Regions from separate parts of the Gossypium hirsutum genome. Here region 1 is linked to region 2. Evidence: chromatin contacts called from public Hi-C data. All regions are on one chromosome and are shown on one strand. The core of a region is the stretch at or near the end of the contact, and the rest is flanking DNA. Distances in the headings are between cores, read along the strand shown. Region 1 has its middle 3.7 kb from the start of LOC107949655. Region 2 holds the start of LOC107949658 (21 kDa protein).

Region 1 (3,522 bases), core at 847-3,346, 39 kb before region 2:
TTATTATTATTAAAACTAGCATTTTACATAAATATAATATTTTAAAAAATAATTATTTATAAAGTTATAAAATAAAAGTTTTATGGTGTATATATACATTGTGATCTGTTATCTTTAATGGTCATTTTTCTCTTGATTCATCTCACCAACACCATTACAATTCAATCCAATCATATATTGCATCATTGATTTTAATTTCACCATTACATTGCTCAATTTCATTATTATAATAATTAATCTTATTACTACTATTGTTTTTAATCTCATTGGAGTCAATTTCCCTCTTACACATTAATTAATAGTTTATATCTCAACAGTACTTTGAGCCTTCTCTATAACAACATTTCATTATAACAACAAGATTTTTGTAGAATTAATTTTTTATGTTTTACTTTTACCCTCAATAACAACTCTCCACACATACTTAGCAACAACATCCATAAGCTATGAAGTACCTTCCACATACAACAATCAAGTTTGTTGTAATTGTATACAACAATCTCGTTTTTTAATTTTAATGAAATTAGTTCTATTACTAAATAAAATGAAATAAATAAATTTTTGTTAGAATATTATTTCAATAAAATATTTAAAATTTACATAAAAATCTATTAATCATATTTTATTATTAAAAAATAATACATTCATAAAATTTGTCAAAGAGATAATGTTGGGTCAAGGATTGCTTGACTTATTCCTACTTTATATAGATATAGAGTATATAGCCGGCAATGATAATTTTAAATTTCCTTAGTTCCAAAGCTCCATCCAAAGGGAGGGAAGTCACCCGAGGGAGAAGGCGCTTGTTGAATCAATTCTATTCTTATTAGTCGCACCTATCGTATAAAAAGTAGTAGATTCCGGTGAAAGGTCACGAAGAGGATAGATATTTTAGTAGAGGAAGAGAAAAAGACTGAACTGAATTTGAGAACATAGTAGCCATACTATAGTTACGGTTTCAAGGCTTAGAAAGACTGAAGTAGGTAATTAGTCGAAGCAAAGAAAGGATGCTTCTTTTTCTTGGAGGCAAGCCTAATATTATATTTTCAACTTCAATAAATAAATAAATAAATAAATATGATCTAAATATCAAATGTTGTTATATGTTAAATACATTTAATTCTATATCCGTCAAAATTTTAGCAAACAAATGAGACTGTTATTGATAGTTGACTATACACATATTCAAAGTCTTAAGACCATTCCCTTGTACCTATACTATAATTAAAACATCTGACTAAGCTGCTTCCACAAGTCAACGAGCTTTTTTTAACAAAGCAGATTGTATTATTATGTGAGTTTTTTTTTTTTGCTTCTTTTCATATTTTATTTAAAACAATAAAAATTAACAACTAGTGAGGCTTAAACCTAACACAACGAGTTTTAAAACTTCAACTTTATTATTTTATTTAGACATAATGACTTATTTGGTCCTTCAGTTCTACAAAAGAAAGTCATTTTAGTCCTCCATTTAATTTCTTGTCTCTTTTAGTCTTCGAACTTGTATTATTTATCAAACCACCCAAAATGGTTGGAAAAGTTAATATCCGTTAACTTTGCTGACTTGACATGCACATGGAAGCCACGTAAGCAATTATTTTTTAATTTTAAAAAATTAAAAAATATAAATTATTAAAAATATAAAAATATAAAATTTATTTATTTTTTAAAATAATAAAGTATTAATTTGGCATATATGTGGACTATAACATCAGCAAAGTTTAAAAAAAATCATTACGCCCAAAATGAATGTATAAGTGTTAAATTGAAGAGAAGAGTGAGAGAAGTTTAAGGGCATGGAAATGGAAAATGTGAAATACTCCATTGTTGTACTAGTACTAGTAGTAGAAGTAGAAGGTCAAATTCTTGAATGGATGGAAGGAGAAAGTGGGAGGGGCATGCGGGACCTCTTTCAATTATTGAATTGCAAAAGATAGGGTAGGAAGGTATTGGGTGACTCATATTTTTGTTTGAAAAATATACTGAAAACGAAAATGTATATTCCTGGAAAGAGAAAGACTTGTACTAGCAATTGCATACAGCCAATTAATTAACCATCCAGTTGTGGTCCGGAAGTATCTCATAAATCTTTATACCACATGCCAAAATGATCAATCGGTTTTACATGTGAGAAATGAATATAGGAGTATATGTACGGAAAACACTAGCATACGTTAAAATGAATGATTTATGATAACTATTTCAATAGGATCTTTGCTGCGTGGTTTGACGGTTGATGTCAGACTACCTTTTCTGTGATTATTCTACGTGTAAATATATATATATTTAAGTTTAAAGGACAAAACATTACGCCAAGAATGAAACGTGGTTGATTCTATCCATTGATGGTGCACTAGCTAGAGATAATGGGAATGTTTTGCTAATTGGTGTTCTGCAAGATGATTATGGGAATTGGGTCTTGGGTTCCCAATATTTGAGAATGTACAGTTTTTGAAGTTTAATTATAGGGTATTTTAGATGGTTTCTAGTTTTACTCAATAAAGGTATTAAAAGGGTTATTATACACACTAATAACCTGGAAGTGATTGAAATTTTATGCAGCAATAAGATGATAAATTCAGGAATCACTGGAATTAGAAGGATTAAACGGATTATGAAAGCTGAAGGATAATGAAAGATAATATTTACTTCTAGAAAAAGTAATCTAGTAGCTGATTTTCTAGTCAAGCTCTCACGTAGAGATTAAAATTGCAGATTCTTGAGGTACCATTGTTTGAGGTTTCAGATTTTCTTCAATAAGACAAAACTAGTAGAATTTTTGCTCAATTTATTTTTTTAAAACACAAAAAGAGAAGTAAAAAACATTTAGAATTTGCCAAAAATCAATTAAACCCCAAAACTATATTTAAGTAGTTCTTTAAAATTTTAAATTGTATTAATTAAAAATAATTTGATAGTCAGCAAAAAAAAAAGATGGATTGAAAATTTTTACGTTTAGGACAAACCTTAACAACCGTTTCTACAATTTCACTCCAAACTTAAAATATTTTTAAATTATAAAAAATTTTATTTTTTAAAAAACATAAAATTTTAAAATATTATTAAAATTTATAAAAAACTTAAATAAAATTCAAAAAGTTAAAAAAGAAAAAAATTACTAAAATTCACTTAAAACTTTGAGTCTAGAAATGAATTTTAACATTGTTCAAATTTATTCAAGATGATTTTTCTAAATAATATAAAATTTTAAAAATATTATAATTTATTTTTCTTTAAAAATGTTATATATGTATCAATATTTTAATTCTACTAATCCTTTTTAGGCTAGATAAAAATTAAAAAAATTAGAAAATATATATATAATTTTTTTTAAAATATTAATTCTACTACTACTGCTATGTCGAGATGTTAAAACGAAGCAAATTGCTCTCTTGGCAAGGCCAAAAGGCACTTCGTCGTGTTTTTGTAGTTATTGAATAATCTGGCAAGACGTTCTAAGGTGAGGGTATAACACTTATCAATAGAAATTTAATTATTATACATAATTCGCAAGTGAGTTCT
Region 2 (3,544 bases), core at 725-3,224:
AAAATTATTTTTTAAAATTTTAAATATAATTTTTTAAAATTATTTTTAAAGATATTCAAATTTTTTTAAATTATATTTAAAATAATATTTAATTTGGTGAAAAAAAAAGAATAGGCAAGAAAAAAGCAGAAAAAGTAAAAAATGAAAAACAAATTAAAAAAAGAAAAGAAAAGCAGAATAGGGTGTTAGAATTTGGTGGGGTCAAATTATTTTGCTCCACCAAAAAAAAAGTAAATTTGTTTAAAGCACCTCATTTTTTCAAAAATCGTAATATTTTCCTAATATTTATATAGGTGGCACCATTCTACATAGTTCCACAAAAAAATTAATTTTTTATCCCAAATGTTGATGTGACATGTTAGTGGTGCCAAACACTTTAGCTCCACTAACTTTTACTGTTAATTTTAAGTCATTTTTGTATTTTATAAAAAAAAATCATGTAAGTAGTTAGTTAATATTTTAGGTTAGTTTTATTGAAAAAAAGAGAGCTTATTTTTATAATCAACAAAACAAATATATATATTCAACAGTTGTAACTTAGGATGGGAATATTCCATATGAATGGTTTAATATCGGGATTCGTTTTATCTGTTTCACTATTTGATTTTTTATGTTGGTTTTAAAAATTTTGAACATAATAAATTTGGATAATAGAATATTGATTTAAGGGTGTAAAAATATTTAAATTATTTCAAAAAAAATCAAGTCTCTTTTTTTTTAACATTCAATTGTGTACTTGAACTTTCAAAATACATTAAAAATACCCTCAAACTTAAAAAAAAATAAAAGAAGCAATTAAGCCACTGTTTTATTTTTTTGCACTCAATTGAGTACTTGAACTGTCAAATGCCTCAAAAAGGCCCTTTGACCGTTAACTTTAACAGTTGATTGTTAAATTTAATTACCCCTAATCTTTTTTAGTTAAAGCCACTTAGTGTAACAACCACGGCGAGACATGTGGAAAAAAATTATAAAAAATAAAAATAAATAAAATTTATAAAAATATTTAGAATTTATTAAAATTAGAATTGTTTTATAAATACCATAAAAATTATAAAATGCATAAAAAAAGCCTTTAACTGTTAACTTTAACCGTTAAAGTTAACAACCCCTATTTTTTTAATTAAAGTTATCATATATCGCAACACGATGTGACATACTTTTTTTAGTACAATAATTTTTATATTTTTTTAAGAATTTTATATTTCTTTACATTTTTTTATAATTTTCTTACGACTTTATACAATTTTATAATTTTTTTCTATATTTCTATATATTTTATAATTTTTATAAAATTTTAAAATTATTTATAAATTCTTTTACGATTTTATAATTTTTATAATTTTTCTAATTTTTTAATTAAAATTTAATAATTTTTATAACTTTCATTGATTTTTATTTTTTACCATTTTTGTCACATGTCATGTTGTGATTGTGACACGTGGTGACTTTAACTGAAAAAAATTAGGGGTAGTTGAAGTACCCAATTGAGTGAAAAAAATAGGGACTTAATTGTTTTTTTTCTAAAAAAAAGTTTGAGGGTCTTTTTGATAAATTTTGAAAATTTAAGTACCTAATTGAGTGTAAAATAAAAAGGAGGGGCTTACTTACTCTTTTTAAAAAGTTTGAGCTTTTTTATACATTTTAAAAGTTCAAGTAATCAAATAACTGTAATTATTATTATGTTTGAAAAAATATACAGCCTCGAATCTAGAAAATTTGATGGGTAATTTATTTGATTCATTCAATAAACTATTCTATATTTTTTAAAAAGAAAATGAATATTTAAAAAATCAAGCGCAGCCGACAGAATTTTGTCAGTTTGTTTTAAGATGTCTACCTAAAAGACAAAGGGCCATATCGTATCAATTTTCTTTTTTTCAACTGTAACCGATTTGTGTTACCTCGTGAACACAACTTGTCCCTAATTTTCCAATAAGGGTTGGCCCTTAAGGCCTAGTTAGGACCAATTACATCACGTATGCTAGAATTACGCACATGCACATGCGGTAACATTTTCCCTATAAATCGCAGGGCTTTGCCTCCACCATTTTCATCATTCCAGCTGCTCTCATTTTTCTTTGGAAACAAAAAACAAAAAATAGAAAAAATAAAGAGCAAGAGATATGGCAAGCGCATTCTCTTATAATTCTTTTGGATTCCTTCTCATTCTTGTCGCCTTTAGTTCATTGATAAATATAAGTTCAGCTGGTAGGCAAATTGCCCCTAAAACTAGCATTGAGTTTATCAGAACATCTTGTAGTTCAACGACTTACCCTAAACTTTGTTACGAATCTCTCTTAACACAGGCTAGCATGATCCAAACAAGCCCCCAACTCATCGCCCATGCAGCCCTAAACGTGACCCTTTCAACCGCCAAGTCAACCTCGGCCTTGATGGTGAAGCTTGCCAAAAGCCAAGGATTGAAGCCTACAGAGGTGGGCGCCATGCAAGATTGCGTGGAGGAATTGGAGGACACGATAGATGAGCTGAGAAAGTCAATCAGCGAGATGGGTCAGCTTAAAGGCTCCAATTTTGGACTAATGATTAACGATATACAGACATGGGTTAGCGCTGCTTTGACGGATGAGAACACCTGCGCCGACGGGTTTGGAGGGAAAAACATGAACGGCAGTGTAAAGACTGCTGTGAGATCCAAGATTGTCACAATCGCTCATTTGACTAGTAATGCCTTGGCTTTGGTCAACAGCTATGCTTCATTTCATGGTTAGCTATTTAATCAACTCTACAGGGGAAATTTAGTCATTATTTACACTAGCAATTGTATTTATGGATTTTTAGAAATTACTTCTGTTTTCCTGGTAAATGTAAAATATATATGTGGTCCAAAGAAGGGAATGGAGATGTGTTTGTGTGTTTGTGTGTGATCTTGGTGTCTTAATGAAAATGAATGGAGTGATCTATATTATCTGCACACGTTGTATCTGTACAATACATTGCTTTTTGTGAACATAGTAAAAGTAAGTTGATGAAGCCTCTGTTGCAGCATAGAAGCAGAGGTTTTAGTTTGTTGCAAGTACATCTGGTCTTGATGTTGAATAGACATAGTAGTATTATTTTGATCTCATATTTTTGTAACTCATTTAAAACTACTTAATAACTTTACTAAATGCAAATTTTGTTTCAAACGTCAAGATTAATTTGGTATTCAAAAATATCTTGTACTTGAAATTATGAGAATTTTCGATATTAATATATTCGAGCATTCAACTTCCACTTCAAATTCTGGGCCCTTAGTCCCTACCCAATGATGATTGCCTAGCCCGTACTTAGTTGCATACTTTCTTGGTTTAATTATTAGAATAAATATCTGTCCCTAGTTTATTAGTTGTTTTTTTCTTCGGTAAAAATATGCTCACACTTGACTCGATTGTTGGATCCAAATATAAGGTACAACATTTGTTGTCCAAGTAACTCAAAGTGACTTCCACTTCAATTGCAATTTTGAACATCAATTATTTGTTACCCATTTCAATACTAAGTGATTAAAAACAATTTCAATTCATTTAAAATGAATCAAAAA

The links. A called contact is a pair of places that touch in the nucleus more often than the background predicts.
Region 1: a contact with region 2 is called in a Hi-C map of leaf, with 1.5 times the contacts expected there. The contact joins the enhancer-like site here to the promoter of LOC107949658 in region 2. A contact is called at or near these places in 8 of 34 Hi-C or Micro-C datasets (anther, callus, fibers and 2 more).

What each region holds. Positions count from the first base shown.
Region 1 is chrD03:42,846,110-42,849,631 of Gossypium_hirsutum_v2.1, reverse strand. No RefSeq gene overlaps it. Among protein-coding and RNA genes, the nearest start is that of LOC107949655, 3.7 kb to the left of the region's middle. Within about 2 kb of position 2,096, at least 2 of the 9 cell types and tissues checked have an H3K27ac peak or open chromatin away from gene starts, as enhancers often do. A contact at or near this core is called in leaf, where this site is marked.
Region 2 is chrD03:42,806,608-42,810,151 of Gossypium_hirsutum_v2.1, reverse strand. It overlaps LOC107949658 (21 kDa protein), which reads left to right and starts at 1,974. Exons shown (of 1, transcript XM_016884383.2): 1 at 1,974-2,935. The coding sequence starts at 2,127. The coding sequence ends at 2,732.